Regions from separate parts of the Mus musculus genome. Here regions 1, 2, 3 and 4 are each linked to region 5. The links are chromatin contacts, called in public Micro-C and promoter capture Hi-C maps. All regions are on one chromosome and are shown on one strand. The core of a region is the stretch at or near the end of the contact, and the rest is flanking DNA. Distances in the headings are between cores, read along the strand shown.

Region 1 (2,770 bases), core at 253-2,752, 710 kb before region 5:
CAACAGTGGAGAGCACAGTTGAGAACTGTAGTTAGCAAAAAAAAAAAAAACCAAAAAAAAAAAAAACAACAAAGAACTGTAGTTAGCTCATTACTCTCTGTCAAATTTGTCTGGAAAGGAAGGATTACAATCTGTCAGGCTTGTTGACTTCCTTGAACTTAAAGAAACGTTATAAATGCCTTACACTTGCGCATTTATTTGTTGATTTTTTTTTTTATTATTACAAGCTTCCTGCCCACACTGGACTTGCTGTTCACAGTCATCCCCATTCTGACTAATAACAACAAGTCCTGCGTTACTATTACAAGGAAACTGCATCTTTAATTTACATACATGATTTCCTTCCATGTCTCAGATCTTAGATCTGAAAGGGCTGGGAAGTGATGAAGCTCACATTGACCTTTGTGTCAGTTCTGAGGCCAGTGGGACAAGATGTGAAACAGAAAGGGAAGGAAAGCAAGGAGCTGGGTGGCTCTGGGTGACTATGAAGTCTAGTTCCCTCTCATAAATCACGTAGAAGACCGGGGTAACGACGTGAGTGTTCTAATAACAGGTCTAGCAAGAAGCCCTGCTTTGGCTTTTTATCATCTTCCAGAACTTAACAGAGAAGGGAACCACAGATTTTTTTTTTAAGGTGGTAGTAATTATACAGCAATGTTGCTTCCAAGGTGGATCTCTTAGAAACACTAATTTGCTTGGACAATGTTGTAAGGAAGATCTGTGTAAATATTGATCTATTTCACCAACTTTCAAACTTTTCATTGTTTTCTAAAACAAATGACAGTTTCTGCTATTTATCCAGTGCCTAAAATTTTGAAGTATTTTGTCTACATAGGTCAAGATATTTATTTTTAATTTAAAAACCGTGTGTGTATTCACGTGGGCGGGCACACGCGCCATAGAACGCGTGTTGAGATCAGAGGATAATTTGCAGGAGTCAGTGCTCTCCTTCTACCGAATTTAGGTTGCCAGGCTAGGTAGCACGATGGCCCTAATTATTTAAATAATACATTTTTTCTCACCATTTTAAAAAGAACCAACCATTCAGAGGCTTTCATTGGGACGTGAAAATGCACGGTTACCATACTGGTTTCGTGAAGCCAGCCGACTAAGACCAGGGCAGCTGGTCCGCAGCCTTAGAGCCTCATCGAATTTGCATAATTAACAATATCGTCTTCAGTTACATTTTTTAGTTTTCAGTGTTCTCGGTGACGAGAAGCGAGAACCTGCGACAGGAGCATGATAAAAACAAATGACTTCCAGGTAGCGTACTTAAAGCTCCTATCAGGTATTCCGGGAGGAGCTTTTTCCGGTCTCCGAGGCGCGAGGATTTAGCCCCGCCCCCAGCCCCGCCCCCGCAAAAGATGCATTCCCAGACCGGAAAAGGTTCTTGCTGCAATCCTATAGTCAACCACAGGGAGGCGACAGCGGCTTCGCTAGAAAAGAGGGGCTCCCCAATGGCGGAAGCGGAAAAGGCGGGACTTACGAAGCACGTTCAGTCAATCACTAAGAGTGAGGCTGAAAGGTGGCTGTTCTCTACGCTTATCGGCCGCCCGGCTGCTTGTGAAGTTCCAGCCTCATGGCGGAGATAATTCAGGAACGTATAGAAGATCGAATCCCGGAGTTGGAACAGCTGGAGCGCATCGGACTCTTCAGTCACGCGGAGATTAAGTGAGAGAGGATCAGGGAAGAGGAAGGAGCGGGGAGGCCGGAGGGGAGCTTGAGGCCAGTGTGTGGCGGGGACCGGCGTGCTGACTTTTCTGAGTTTGTTTGTAGCTACCATGCTAGCAGAGGGAAAAGTCCGTGGCTGGAATTTGACCACGGTCAGAATTCAACTTTAACGTATTGCAATGCGATCCATAATCAGTCCGTTTACCCTTCCTACTGACCGTCATCCAATGGTCAGGGTCTTGCGGCCGTAAAGGTGATCCAGCCAGGATCCTAGCCCGTCAAGGATACTGGGCAGTGTGAATGGCGGGAGAATTCCGATTAGAAAATGGTTATAGTTTAAAAGTTTGGGGTATACAGCTTTAGATAGTCGAGTACAGCGCCACGGAAGCCCAGGGGGAGTGGGTAGGTCTCCCTAACTAAACTTATAGACTGAAGACCATTCAATTCATTTCCTATGCTTCTTTAGCGCTCTGCCACAGGGCACGGAATATAGTTGGCATTTGGTAATTTGGTAAAATCAGTTACTTTTAGTGATTTTCTGTAACAGTTTACTTTTCTATGACTCTAGATAAAAGTGCAGTAGTAGTGTGAGTGTAGGATCCGCAAAGAAAAACGTTAGGAAACACCGCGAGGACGCTTAGAAAGTGCTAAATGTTGCCCGGAGTCAGGGCACCGGCCTTCAATCCCAGGACTTGGGAGGCAGAGGTGGGCGGATCCCTGTGAGTGCTACCTGTCTGGAAAAACAAGGGGGGCGCGGTGCTAAATGTGTTACCATTCTTAAATATTGTCTTGAGTATTCTGTTTTTCTTAGAACACATGTATGCTCACTCCTTTGTCGTAATATTTAGTTAGAGACAATTTAGGTTTTAAGAATTTACATGCTGAAAATAGACCCAAGATTTTAGGATAGAGATTTGGTTAACAAAAACCTAAGCATTGAAGCTAAGAGCATTGCAGAGTGCTTGCTTAGCATGCCAACGCCTTGAGTTTGATTCTAGAGAATGTATACATACACACACACACACACACACACACACCCCAAGACAAGCCCCTAAGTAGCCTAAATTTGGAGGAGAAATCTTTGTTAGTATGTATAAAT
Region 2 (2,700 bases), core at 8-2,507, 720 kb after region 5:
TGGCAACCGGCTATAGCTGGATGAGTAAATGAACTTGGGTTTTGTTTTGTTTGTCGAGACAGGGTTTCTCTGTGTAGCCCTGGCTGTCCTGGAACTCACTTTTGTAGACCAGGCTGGCCTCGAACTCAGAAATCCACCTGCCTCTGCCTCCCAAGTGCTGGGATTAAAGGCATGCGCCACCACACCCAGCTGAACTTGGATTATTTTTTATAATGATAACCGCTAGCAGTGGATTTCGGCAGTGCTTATTGATCAGAGTTGGAAAGATCACTCACTGCCTTGGCCAAACAGAGGGAACAGGGAAGAGCAGAATAGAGGCGTCCTTTCCAAATTTCTCACTGTGAGCCAAGCATCTCTAAGCAGGCTGCCTGCAGGTAAGTGGCACTCTGATAATGTTTGCAGAATGAATGAATTCATGTGGAAACAGAAGGCTGTAACAGAAGAAAAGATTTGAAGCCGAACGGGAGTTCAGAGATCAGATGATGTCTGAATTGACAGAATTTAGTAATGCTTAATGCAGCACTTTGGAGAAAAGTGAAGAAAGGAGCCAAACACGATTGCCATGGATCTGGATTGGACCGAGAGTATGGCTGGAAAGGACAGTTTAAAGAGATGGGTAAGATAGATATGGTACATAGCGGGCTATCAGATCCCCAGCCCACCCCTAACTCCCACCACAAATATGCTCCAGGAACGTGGGATTGAGTTTCCTAAGCATGAAGGCTGTGCCTGGCTCTACGCTCCCTGGCTCTCCCAGGTCCGCAGGCACAACAAATAGTTGTAGCTGTGGAGTTTGGAGAAGGCGTAGACACAGGAAGAACTGGGCAAATGGCGCGGCTGTCTTTACTAAATTATACTCCTGCAATGTCCGAACCTCGGTTCACCGGTGACATCGAGGGAGCCAGGCTGAGCTGAGTGTAAACCCGATCCCTAAAAACTCCGAGGTAGGGAAACCGCCGCTTTCCACCCGGTCCAGCCAATCCTCGGCGCTGGGTCACGTCGGCCTCCTCCCGTCCCAAGTCCTCCACGTCCCCGACCTACCTGACGAGCCGCCTCGGCAGCGCTCTGCGGCCCTGACGACTGTCGGTAGAAGCTTCTCTCCGGCAACTGCAACCGGCTGCTGCCACGGAGACAAGATCTAGGAGCCACACGTCACCCCCGAGTCCAGAAGCACCAGCATCCGCCCACCCTGCGGTGCTTGCTGGGAAATAGATGCAACACGCGATAACTGCCCACTAGGCCCAGAAGCCTTTGCTCAGGGGGCGGGGACTACGACACGGGAAGTAGATTTGTTCCCGAACCCGGAAGTAGAAGGAAGTCAAACGTCAAGTTTTCGACCCACTGCTAGCTCGCGCGCTGTGCATGCCGGGTCTTGTAGTCTCTTTCCCGATCTGTAGGGTTGGGCTGTAACTCCGGAGTCGGCGGGCGCAGGATGTGAGCTCACAGCCGAGATTGCAGGCAGCCGCAGGCCAGAGGTGGCACCGAGTCCGCTTGCTACTTGACTGAGACTCGGAGAGGCGTCCCCGCGGACGGTGAGAGCCAGAGGTGCGGGTGCAGAGGGGAAGGACAGGCTCTGCTGAGTCCTGGGCAAAAGGCACGGGATGGCGCGCGGGGATGAAGTTCAGGTCTTTTCTGGGGATGGGAGGCACCACGGATCTCAGTTTTTCAGAAGAGGAGGGGTGTGGCGGGAGAGCAGCCTACACTGCAACGAGAGACATGGGATGTTTCTCCATTTCCACTGGAGAGCCTTTGGGTGAAACATAAGAGCCGCTTCCACGATTTCTGACCTTTCTTGCCAAAATCAGCCTTCCCACCTCGCCGTACCTCGTGTCCTTCCTTTAGAACCCCAAGTCTTTGAACTACCGTGATCGTTTGCGCTTTGTTCTGCTTGGCTTCGCATTAGGTTCCCATAGAGACACGTGTATGTTCCCCAGCCCCAGGATTACCCCTCTATCCACAGGCGAAGTCCTGAGGAAAGAGCCCTGAAACTATCAGTGGAAACTTCATCCTCTCAGAAATTTCTTTCTAGGGCGTCACCTGCCATTGGACTCTTGGACCTAATTGGTCTGGGTGGAATCTGGTCTGACGTCATCTAGGACTCAAAGTAGCTCTTAGGAGGAAAAGAATAGATTAGCTCCGGATTTGACTTCCTCAGTTGGCAAGCCTAGTCACTTGGGTTTCTTTGATTTGGCAGAACGTGTTTATGTGCTTCCTTGATTCTGGGGAAATGGGACTGCACACAAAGTATGTGAGGAACTTGCTAAAACTTGTTGAGGAGTTGATTTTTTTCCCGCTTTGAGGTAAGGCGGTCAGTCGCTCACCAGTCTAGCATTGTAGTGTTACTGTCAGACTCCCGGAGCTCGTTTCCTCCATGTTCCATCACTGAAAGCAATTAAGCCATCAAAAGGATATGCTACTTAATATAGCACCAATATAGACCTTCCTGAAAGCCCCCCACTCCCGACCATTCCAAGGACATACTGAAATCTCTTCAGGGTCAGTTTTAGTTTAGCAAGCTGATGTATATACTTAATTCTTGTTTGAGGACCAGTGTTGTGGGTTTTACCTGTAAAACATGAGGAATAACAGGAAACGACTGAGTGTTCCGGTATTAAAGAGGTTGGTTCCACTTTGGGGCGTTGTTGTTGTTGTTGTTTCTGTTTACAGCATTGCTTCTGTGGTGTAAGCCTTTATCATCAC
Region 3 (2,700 bases), core at 152-2,651, 560 kb after region 5:
CATGGGCTCATATTTTCTGCTGAAATTTCTCTATGCCTTCTTTCTTGGTTTAACCAACAATTTTACAGGCAGTACTTCACCTTTTACAGATGATGGGAGCTGAAAAGTTTACTATGTCCTCAACAGCCCATCAGGGAGCTGTAGGCAGGGAGATGCATTAAATACACTATTGGTGTTACAGTCAGGTAATGCAAATTGAGGAGTAGAAGTGGAGAGGAGCTCAAAGGTGTTTAAGACTACTTTCTTGATAGGAAAGGGAAGAGTGGACAGGCAAAAGAGGAATCAAAAATGGCCTCTAGGTTTTGATACACAGTTTTATTGAAAAGAATGTCTGTTAGCCTAGTATTTAAGAATAAATTTAGGTTAAGCAAAGTAATATCAAAGAATGATGTTCTTCTAGTAAAATTTCAATGAATGGAACTTACTTGACCAGAAAACTTTGGGAGATTATTACTGTTTAGGGGCTTTAACGTGTTTTTTTTTTCCCCTGGTTTTTAATTTGTATAAATTTTGCAGTCTTGGTATACTGAAAATAAAGCCTCTTTTTGGTCAAAATCAAGCTTAACTGATGAGTCTACTTTGTTTCGTATTACGAAACCTTGAGTTTTTGAAGCTTAACATGCCTTTTTGCTCCTTCTATTTTTTCCCATATCTTGTACCTTAGAAAGAGTTGTAGATGGCTCCTATCAATGGACCAGTGATAATTTAGACTCCGCCTTCTCCGCCTAAGTCCCGCCCACATCAAAACCACACCTCTCTCTTAGCCCCGCCTCCTGAAGATGTCGTCTCCGATATGACAGCAAATTCTCCACAATGCTATCCAATGGGACATACGAAAGGCGGGACCTATGTCAATCTTTTTTCCCCCATTTGTCCAATTATATATCTATTTGTACTCAGTTCCATCCCACTTAGTCTTCAACCCAAGGATTGGTTTCTCTGTTCTTTGTTCCTGGCTCGTGATTGGTTTTTTTCCTCATTCCGCCCCTCTCTTCTAGCTCTTGCAGGCGGGATTAGCACGCAGCTTCCTGCTCTTTCCAAAAATAAAAAAATAAAAAAAAAATAAAAGAAGAAAAAGAAAAGAGGAGAGAGGCGAAAGAAAAAAAAAAAAAGTCACGGAGATTTTTGATTTTTAATTGGCTTTCAGTCTTGTCGGTCAGGCCAAGATTTGCCTTTTTATTGGTCTGTCTGTCTGCCCATCCTGAACCGGGGGCGGGATTTCCCCAGGAGACCCACACCTGGTTGCCACTGGTCGACCAGTGCGCCTGTCTGAAGCTTCCGGCCAGGGATTGGAGGCGGACGCGGACAGGTGGGCGTGGATTGGCTAGGGCAGCCGGTCAGTGTGAGGCGGGGGCGGGGCCTCGGCGGCTGGTTGCGCGTGTCCGCCGCTGGCTCCGCTCTATCCGGCTTTGCTAGGGGAGGTGAGTCCGGCCGCGGCGGCACCGGCGGCTGAGAAGGCGGCGGCTGAAGAGAAAGCGGTCACGGCGGCTGTGGAGAAAGCGACCGTGGGCACGGAAGCCGGGTGGGGGGGAGGGGGGGAGACGGAGCAGCCTTGAGCCCTGCAGGGGCCGTCGCGCGGGGGACCCACCCGCTCTCCCCCCCAACCCTCCTCAGCACAAGCCGGCGGCGGCGGGGGCAGGAGTCAGCCTGCTTCCGACCGTCCCCCGCCCGCTTCCCGGGGCTCCTATTCTTTGGCCCCGGGACCCTAACCTCCTCCGGGGCGGTTCCCTGTGTCTGGGCGTCCGAGTACTGCCCACCGCTCTTTCATTCCCTCCCTGCACCTTCTTCCCTTCACTTTTGCCGGGGTTTTCTCTCTCCTCTTCTGTCCTGCCTGTCGCCTCTTCGCCTCACTCTCTTCCTCCAGCCTCCTTCCCTGGCTCATTCTGCCTAGGAAAGTTTGGTACATCTCCTCAGTCCCCCCAATCAGGTCAACCAGACTCGGAGTAGGGGGCGATGTAGGAAGGCCTGAGAGTTCGAGGGGAGGGAAGCTGGAAGCTGGTTTCCCTGATAATTTCCCCTCATCTTTTTTGATTTAGAGTGGTTGGAATTTTTTTTTAATTGTGTTTTTGAGGAGGTGGGAGGTGTTTAGAAAAGGATGTGGGAATGGAAGGGGTAGATGAGTCAACCCTCTTACAAGATTCCAAGGGTGGCGTGTTACCAGATCCTTTTCGTGTGCGGAGTTCAGGGGGTCGGGAGGTTTGGCCTTTATTCCCACATTCAAAGTTGGAACCTCCCCCCCATTAAGAATGGAGTTTTAGTATCCACTTGTGGCAGGAATCCTGGGGGGAAGGGGCCCTTTTCCCTTTTTCTTTTCCTTTTTTTTTTCTTCTTATTTTATGTTCTTAACTTTTATTTTGACAACCCATACCCTTCCACACACTCTCACCCCCAAATCGAACACCCAAGATTGTCAAACTTGTCTGGATTGACCGATGAAGACATAAAGCCAGTTCCGCTCTATGTTTTTTGAGGTGGAGTGAGTGGTTTTTCTTCATTTTTTTAAATGGCCAAATGACAGCTTGACCCAGTTTGCTTTCCAATCAAAGGGCATTTTTTTGAATGTCTCTTTGTGGCACAAGAGCCAACGCAAAAATGATGGCGGCTTACAATGGCGGTACATCTGCAGCTGCAGCAGGTCACCACCACCACCATCATCACCACCTTCCACACCTTCCTCCTCCTCACCTTCACCACCACCAC
Region 4 (2,715 bases), core at 84-2,583, 740 kb after region 5:
ATGCACACCTTCACCCACCCTCCGGGTCTTCCCCCCCCCCCACATGTTAACCATCCTTCCAACTTTGCATTTCAGTTCCTGGTATGCATGCCTTGAGTCCATTAAGGACCTGAGAGACATGCCTAGTGTGTAAGAGGTGCTCAAAAAGCATTTGTTCTGAGGCAAGCAGTTCTTCTGTCTCTACTTTTACCCACTGCTGCTTGGCAGTATACTCACTAAGCCTGGCATTTGCTACTTGGAAGAATTGTTCTGAACCAAAAATGGTTCCACACATCGGTAATCCCAGGGCTCTTAAGGCTAAGGCTGGAAAATAACAGGTTCTGGGCCCATCTGGCTACACAGCATGATTCTCCCAATCCTACACATTCAACTGTGCTGTAAATTCTAAGTCTTTACCCTGACCTCAGGACCTAGCATTTCTAGATTCTCAAAGGTACCCCACACAGTACACTTAGCACTGCCGTGTCTCCACCCAGTGTCTTTTCACATTTACTTGTCTTAAATAGCAAATACCTCCCTTAACCACTATCAGGTCATTTCCATCAACTTATCCTTTTAAATAGGATTAATTTTGCTATGGATCCATCAAAGCACTGTAATGTTACTTTGGAAATGTTAACTTCATAGCCAACTTTTCAATCCTGTCTGATCCCTACAAGGCTTTGTTTACACCGCCCCCCCCCCCCCGAGCCTCAACCCCTATTTCCCAAGTCACATGGGCAAAATCAGTCTCCCCAAGGTCACATGGAAACAGGACCCACAAAGGTAGACACTTAAATCGACTTGTTTCCCACAGAATAGCATATTTCTGAGAGTCACTGACCCAAAAGGGCCCGGGGATCCCTGTAGTTGTATTAAATGGCAGCCCACTCCAGGTGCCGGGGACCCCAGCCTGGGAGGCAGGATTCGCCTAAGAAGCGTTACTTGTTCTCCCTCGGAGCTGCCCTGCACTGCCAGGGCCCTGGGCAGTGCTCCCTTCTTTGCTCTTGGCACATGTCCCAAGCAGCCCGTGTCGGCTCTCTCCTCGGGACCCTTTCTCAGGTGGCACTCCGGCTGCCCAAACAGAGTCAGGCCTCCTGGCTTCCTTAGTAGCTAGGTAGAAAACGCTCCCTAGATTCTGGGCCCGGCTCCCTGGCCCCCTCTCTCCGTCCCTCACCGGGACGACAGATGCCTTCGGGTCGTCGCTGTGGCCACCGGCGGAAGGCCCCCTGCTCCACCGACCGCACACAGTGGCCTCGACCCTCGGGTCGTGGCCAGCGACCGAGACCACCAGCGGCTGCCCACTGCTAGGGCCCGTCGGGCCACACAACCAGCCATGTCCCGCCCGAGCGCCCGCTCGGCTGCTGACACAGGGCCCGACCCGCGGCGGGGCGCCGTCCCGCCCCCGCCCCACACTGCCCCGCGCCTAAGCCCCTCCCCTCGGGCCCGCCCCCCGCGGCCGCGTGGGCTCCTCCAGCTACATCCGGCGCCTGTGAGCGGAAGTCCGAGTTTGGGATCACCTGATCAGAGCGTGAGGCAGAAATGGCGTCTTCCTTGCTTGCCGGCGAACGACTGGTTCGCGCTTTGGGTCCTGGCGGAGAACTGGAACGGGAGCAGCTCCCCCGGAAGCTGCGTGCCCAGCTCGAGGCTGCTCTGGGAAAGAAACACGCGGGCAGTGATAATGCCACGGGACCCCGGCGCCTGGTTTCATTCCGTCTCATCCGAGATCTGCATCAGCACCTGAGAGAAAGAAGTGAGCGGTCCCCATTCAAGAGTCGCCGCGTTCTTTTCAGATCTAATCCCTTCTGAGGCGTATTTTCCCCCCATCACTCTCGAGTGCCTACCGAGTTCTCATATATCCAGTCCAAAAGCCTTCTCATAAACCCCAGGTTTACTACTTCCATCTTAACTTCCGTGAAAATTCTTAGTGTGTTACAAAACGTATTTTCAGATTTTGTTGAGTCCTCTTTTAGTGCCACCTAAGTCCATGTGAATTTTTTTAGGAAGTCGAGATTGTAGCCCAGTACTATCTGACAGGTTGAGTTTCTCCATTTGAGGGCCATATATCAATAGTGAGCATATCGTGTTTGGAAAAAGTGATTTTTTTTCCTTCCATCTCAAAGGTAAAGGTGCAAGCCCCAGTTTAGGGGTGAGGGTAGGGAAACGGTAACAACAACAAAAACTATTGAAAGATCTGGATTGAGTCGCATGTAGTTCTAGACATTGTAAAGAAGTCATTTCTCCTTTTCAGACCTATTTACTTATGTTAAGGTAGGGAATAGGGTAAACTGGCATGTAACTTACCTTGCCAGAGTTAACATATCCTGGCCAGAAGTGCAAAGGGTAGATGATCAACTATTTAGACTTAAGAGAATCTTAGAAAAAGATCCTCTAATACAGTGTCCGCTGAGTGTTTAGCATCACAACCCAATCCTGACTAGGACAGATCTATTATTTTCACAGAAATAACCTACCATTGGTAGTGGTGAGGTAGGGTTGGTAACGAAGACTGACAGTTAAAGTCCACTCTATGACACTAAAAAATACTTAGGTGGAATTGTCCTAAATCTTTCCTAGTTGAAAGTTATCTTGAGTAAAATGAAAAATAATTGAATAAACACAAGGAGAGAAAGAAAATGATCACAAGGTTGGGCATGGCACGTACCTGAAACCCAAGGGGCTGAGGCAGTAAGATTGTGAGTTGTCTAGATGAAGTACATGAGAATTCAAGAGACA
Region 5 (2,772 bases), core at 214-2,713:
GAGCATGTACCATTTGCTTTAGGTTTCTGAGGAACTGGAGCTGGACTCCATGGTTCCTGTATACTAGACAAATATTTTACTAACTGAGCTATACCCCCCTCCTCCAGCCCTGCAAGTTTGTGAAATCTGCATATTTTTGTATGAAAACTCAAAAAAAAAATAGCTGGGAAGATGGCTCAGAGGTGAAAATGCAAACCTGACCGTTCGAAAGCCCAGAACCCAGGTTAAAGCAGAAGGCAGGAGATTACAGACTACTACTCTACAATCCCTTCACTCTAACAGGGCTGTCAGGGAGTCGGGAAGTTACAGGGCCAGCTAGCATGGTATACAAGCACTGAAATCATGAGAGACCCTGTCTCAGGAAAGGTGGGAGGTGAGGACTCATATCCTAGGATGTCATCTGACCTCTGAATGCCTGCATTCACACAGAAGCATTTAAGACACATGAACTCTCAAAAAAAAAAAAAGACTCAAAAACATGCACATATCTCATACACACATAATAAATAAATAAGCTAAAAACATTAGGGGACAATAATGGTCTGTATTTGACAAGATTGAATTTTCTTTTTCCTTCTACTGTTCGTCAGGCAGCACCATTGCCGTGCATGAAGTTCTGGACAAACATATTGTCAAGCAGTAACCAAGTAATTTTTTTTAAAGAAGGGGATGATTTATTTCTATTAATCATCATGATCTTAAGAATTTCTACCTTGGGCAAAGGGACATGCACACAGTACATGCACTACCTATGGTGTTTGAGATCTAAAGTTATGCTGGGCAATTCTGTCTTCCAGGAGTATCTGAGAAAATCTAAGCCGTTATCTGTTATCCTTTGGAAGAAAGAGTCCCGCAAGGGCCACTAAAATGCAATGACATCATTTATAGATGGTACTTAGATTGAGATGTGGGGCACACCCAAACAATGATGTGGAATAGCTAGCTGCTTCCTAGAGACCTCAACTTCTGTGGAAGAAGGGCAGATTCTGAGGTAGAGGTCATATTGGCCAGCTCTTCAGGAGACCTGACTTTAGGGACCAATTAGAACAGAGGCAGTCTTGGGGAGGCCTCAGAGGTGCCCATCACCCTGGGTCTCCTTCATCAACTGAGTCTTTCCTAAAACCAGTTTGTTCTGTCCTGACCAATTGGACACCACTATGCTAGTTTCCATCATATCTTTCTTCAGCGCAACCTTCACTTCCCAGGTACTAAGGAGCCAGAGACGTAGCTAAAAGGGATTAAGCACGTGAAACGTCTACTTTGCCCTTTCCGGTTCGGTCACGTGCATTATATAATCCCGGGCTTGCCCTTGGCAATGAGCCTTCGACTTCGAAAATGCCCGCAGGTCGCGCTTTGAGGGCTCACGCCCGTCCGTGAATCCAGACCATCACGTCCCCTGCGTCGAGGGGCGGGGCCTGATGGTCTGACGTCACCCACTACACCCCGCCTCCCAGATATTATCAGTGCCGCCCGCCATCTTGTCTCAGTGTCTGGTTTGGCGGCGGAAGCATTGGCGGGCTGTGTGAGTCTGTGAGTGGAAGGCGCGCCGGCTCTTTTGTCTGAGTGTGACCCGGTGGCTTTGTTCCAGGCATTCCGGTGATTTCCTCCGGGCAGTCCGCAGAAGCCGCAGCGGCCGCCCGCGCTCTCTCTGCAGTCTCCACACCCGGGAGAGCCTGAGCCCGCGTCACGCCCCTCAGCCCCCGCTGAGTCCCTTCTCTGTTGTCGCGTCCGAATCGAGTTCCCGGAATCAGACGGTGCCCCATAGATGGCCAGCTTTCCCCCGAGGGTTAACGAGAAAGAGATCGGTGAGGCTCGGGATGGAGGGGGAGCGCGGGGTCTACCGGCAGAGCGTGAAGGGGCTGGCTCCGGGGCCCGGGGGGAAAACGGGGGTGGGGGATGGGAGAACGGGGAAGTCCGATGCCAAGGCCCACGAGCGCGGGGGACCGGATGCCCGGGCTCCGGAGAAATGGAGAGGAGCAAGGACTGACGCTGCGTGGCGGGAGGAAGCGGTCCCGCGATGGGCGTCGGCCGGGAGTGAATGGACCCAGAGCGGGCCTCCCGAGTTTGCTCAGCGCCGGGCAAACCCTAGTGACACCATCACAGCTGGGGTGCGGATCGGACGTCCTGGGATTCTCCCGGCTGTGTCTTGGATATCGAATGGACCTGGAGAGTTACTAGCATAGGCTAAGTGGTCTATCCTAGGCTCTCTTTGGTGGGAAGAAGTTGTGAACTTTTGTGTTTTTTGAGGCGCAGCAGGAACAGCAGCATCTGTATGTCCGGTACTCTATTGAGAAAGGGACCTGGAGAGGTGTCAGCGGCGTAGAAAAAAAAGTTTTAGTGTTTTTTAAAGGATGGCGTTATGAAAGTGAAGGGTTCTAAGGAGGGAATATGTTGCCCACCTACACGGGGGGGTGGGGGTGGAAGGAGCCGTGAGAATAGGTGGAATGGCTGAAGGAGGGCTATTGTACAGAGGATGTAGCCGTGGCTAGACCTGTCACGCGTCTGGCTGAAGCCTGGACAATGGGGAGTGGAAGGGCGTGGGCCAGACCTGCCCGTTGGCCCCTTTAAAGCACTTAGCATTATTTAAATTCTCTCAAAGGAGTCACCTTTGAGCCCATTGGATGACATTCGTTGAACAAAATTATCGTCAGTAGACACTGACTTTACAGTTTTGTCAATTGGATTTTCATGTCCATGCTAAAGGTAGGGGCAGGACTCCATGAGTGTGTGAAGAGTTCCAGGTCAGGCTATAACTGAGCTACTACCCTCTTT

What was found. Promoter capture Hi-C pulls out the DNA fragments that hold promoters and counts their contacts. A called contact is a pair of places that touch in the nucleus more often than the background predicts.
Region 1: a promoter capture Hi-C map of pre-B cells shows a contact between it and region 5, with 4 times the contacts expected there. The contact joins the promoter of Utp6 here to the promoter of Wsb1 in region 5. A contact is called at or near these places in 4 of 39 promoter capture datasets (hematopoietic stem and progenitor cells, hippocampal neurons, liver and 1 more), 1 of 484 Hi-C or Micro-C datasets (CD4 T cells), 2 of 115 datasets of contacts at active chromatin or transcription factors (cardiomyocytes and pro-B cells) and 2 of 9 other capture datasets (adipose tissue and liver).
Region 2: a contact with region 5 is called in a Micro-C map of embryonic stem cells, with 5 times the contacts expected there. The contact joins the promoter of Ift20 here to the promoter of Wsb1 in region 5. A contact is called at or near these places in 8 of 39 promoter capture datasets (the 3T3-L1 cell line, the C10 cell line, the HPC-7 cell line and 5 more), 2 of 484 Hi-C or Micro-C datasets (both in embryonic stem cells), 14 of 115 datasets of contacts at active chromatin or transcription factors (astrocytes, bone marrow-derived macrophages, cardiomyocytes and 9 more) and 2 of 9 other capture datasets (adipose tissue and liver).
Region 3: a contact with region 5 is called in a promoter capture Hi-C map of hippocampal neurons, with 2.4 times the contacts expected there. The contact joins the promoter of Nlk here to the promoter of Wsb1 in region 5. A contact is called at or near these places in 4 of 39 promoter capture datasets (hippocampal neurons, liver, neural stem cells and 1 more), 1 of 484 Hi-C or Micro-C datasets (CD8 T cells) and 3 of 115 datasets of contacts at active chromatin or transcription factors (cardiomyocytes, effector CD8 T cells and embryonic forebrain).
Region 4: a contact with region 5 is called in a promoter capture Hi-C map of pre-B cells, with 4 times the contacts expected there. The contact joins the promoter of Poldip2 here to the promoter of Wsb1 in region 5. A contact is called at or near these places in 5 of 39 promoter capture datasets (embryonic stem cells, hippocampal neurons, liver and 1 more), 7 of 115 datasets of contacts at active chromatin or transcription factors (cardiomyocytes, embryonic basal ganglia, embryonic forebrain and 2 more) and 1 of 9 other capture datasets (liver).

The regions. Positions count from the first base shown.
Region 1 is chr11:79,961,119-79,963,888 of GRCm38.p6, reverse strand. Utp6 (UTP6 small subunit processome component) reads left to right here and starts at 1,502. Exons shown (of 19, transcript NM_144826.3): 1 at 1,502-1,671. The coding sequence starts at 1,580.
Region 2 is chr11:78,534,918-78,537,617 of GRCm38.p6, reverse strand. It overlaps Ift20 (intraflagellar transport 20), which reads right to left and starts at 1,257. Exons shown (of 6, transcript NM_018854.5): 1 at 1,042-1,257. It overlaps Tnfaip1 (tumor necrosis factor, alpha-induced protein 1 (endothelial)), which reads left to right and starts at 1,358. Exons shown (of 7, transcript NM_001159392.1): 1 at 1,358-1,532.
Region 3 is chr11:78,696,126-78,698,825 of GRCm38.p6, reverse strand. It overlaps Nlk (nemo like kinase), which reads left to right and starts at 1,401. Exons shown (of 11, transcript NM_008702.3): 1 at 1,401-2,700. The coding sequence starts at 2,560.
Region 4 is chr11:78,510,914-78,513,628 of GRCm38.p6, reverse strand. Poldip2 (polymerase (DNA-directed), delta interacting protein 2) reads right to left here and starts at 1,333. Exons shown (of 11, transcript NM_026389.3): 1 at 1,157-1,333. The coding sequence starts at 1,317. Tmem199 (transmembrane protein 199) reads left to right here and starts at 1,461. Exons shown (of 6, transcript NM_199199.3): 1 at 1,461-1,732. The coding sequence starts at 1,522.
Region 5 is chr11:79,253,386-79,256,157 of GRCm38.p6, reverse strand. It overlaps Wsb1 (WD repeat and SOCS box-containing 1), which reads left to right and starts at 1,463. Exons shown (of 9, transcript NM_019653.3): 1 at 1,463-1,805. The coding sequence starts at 1,766.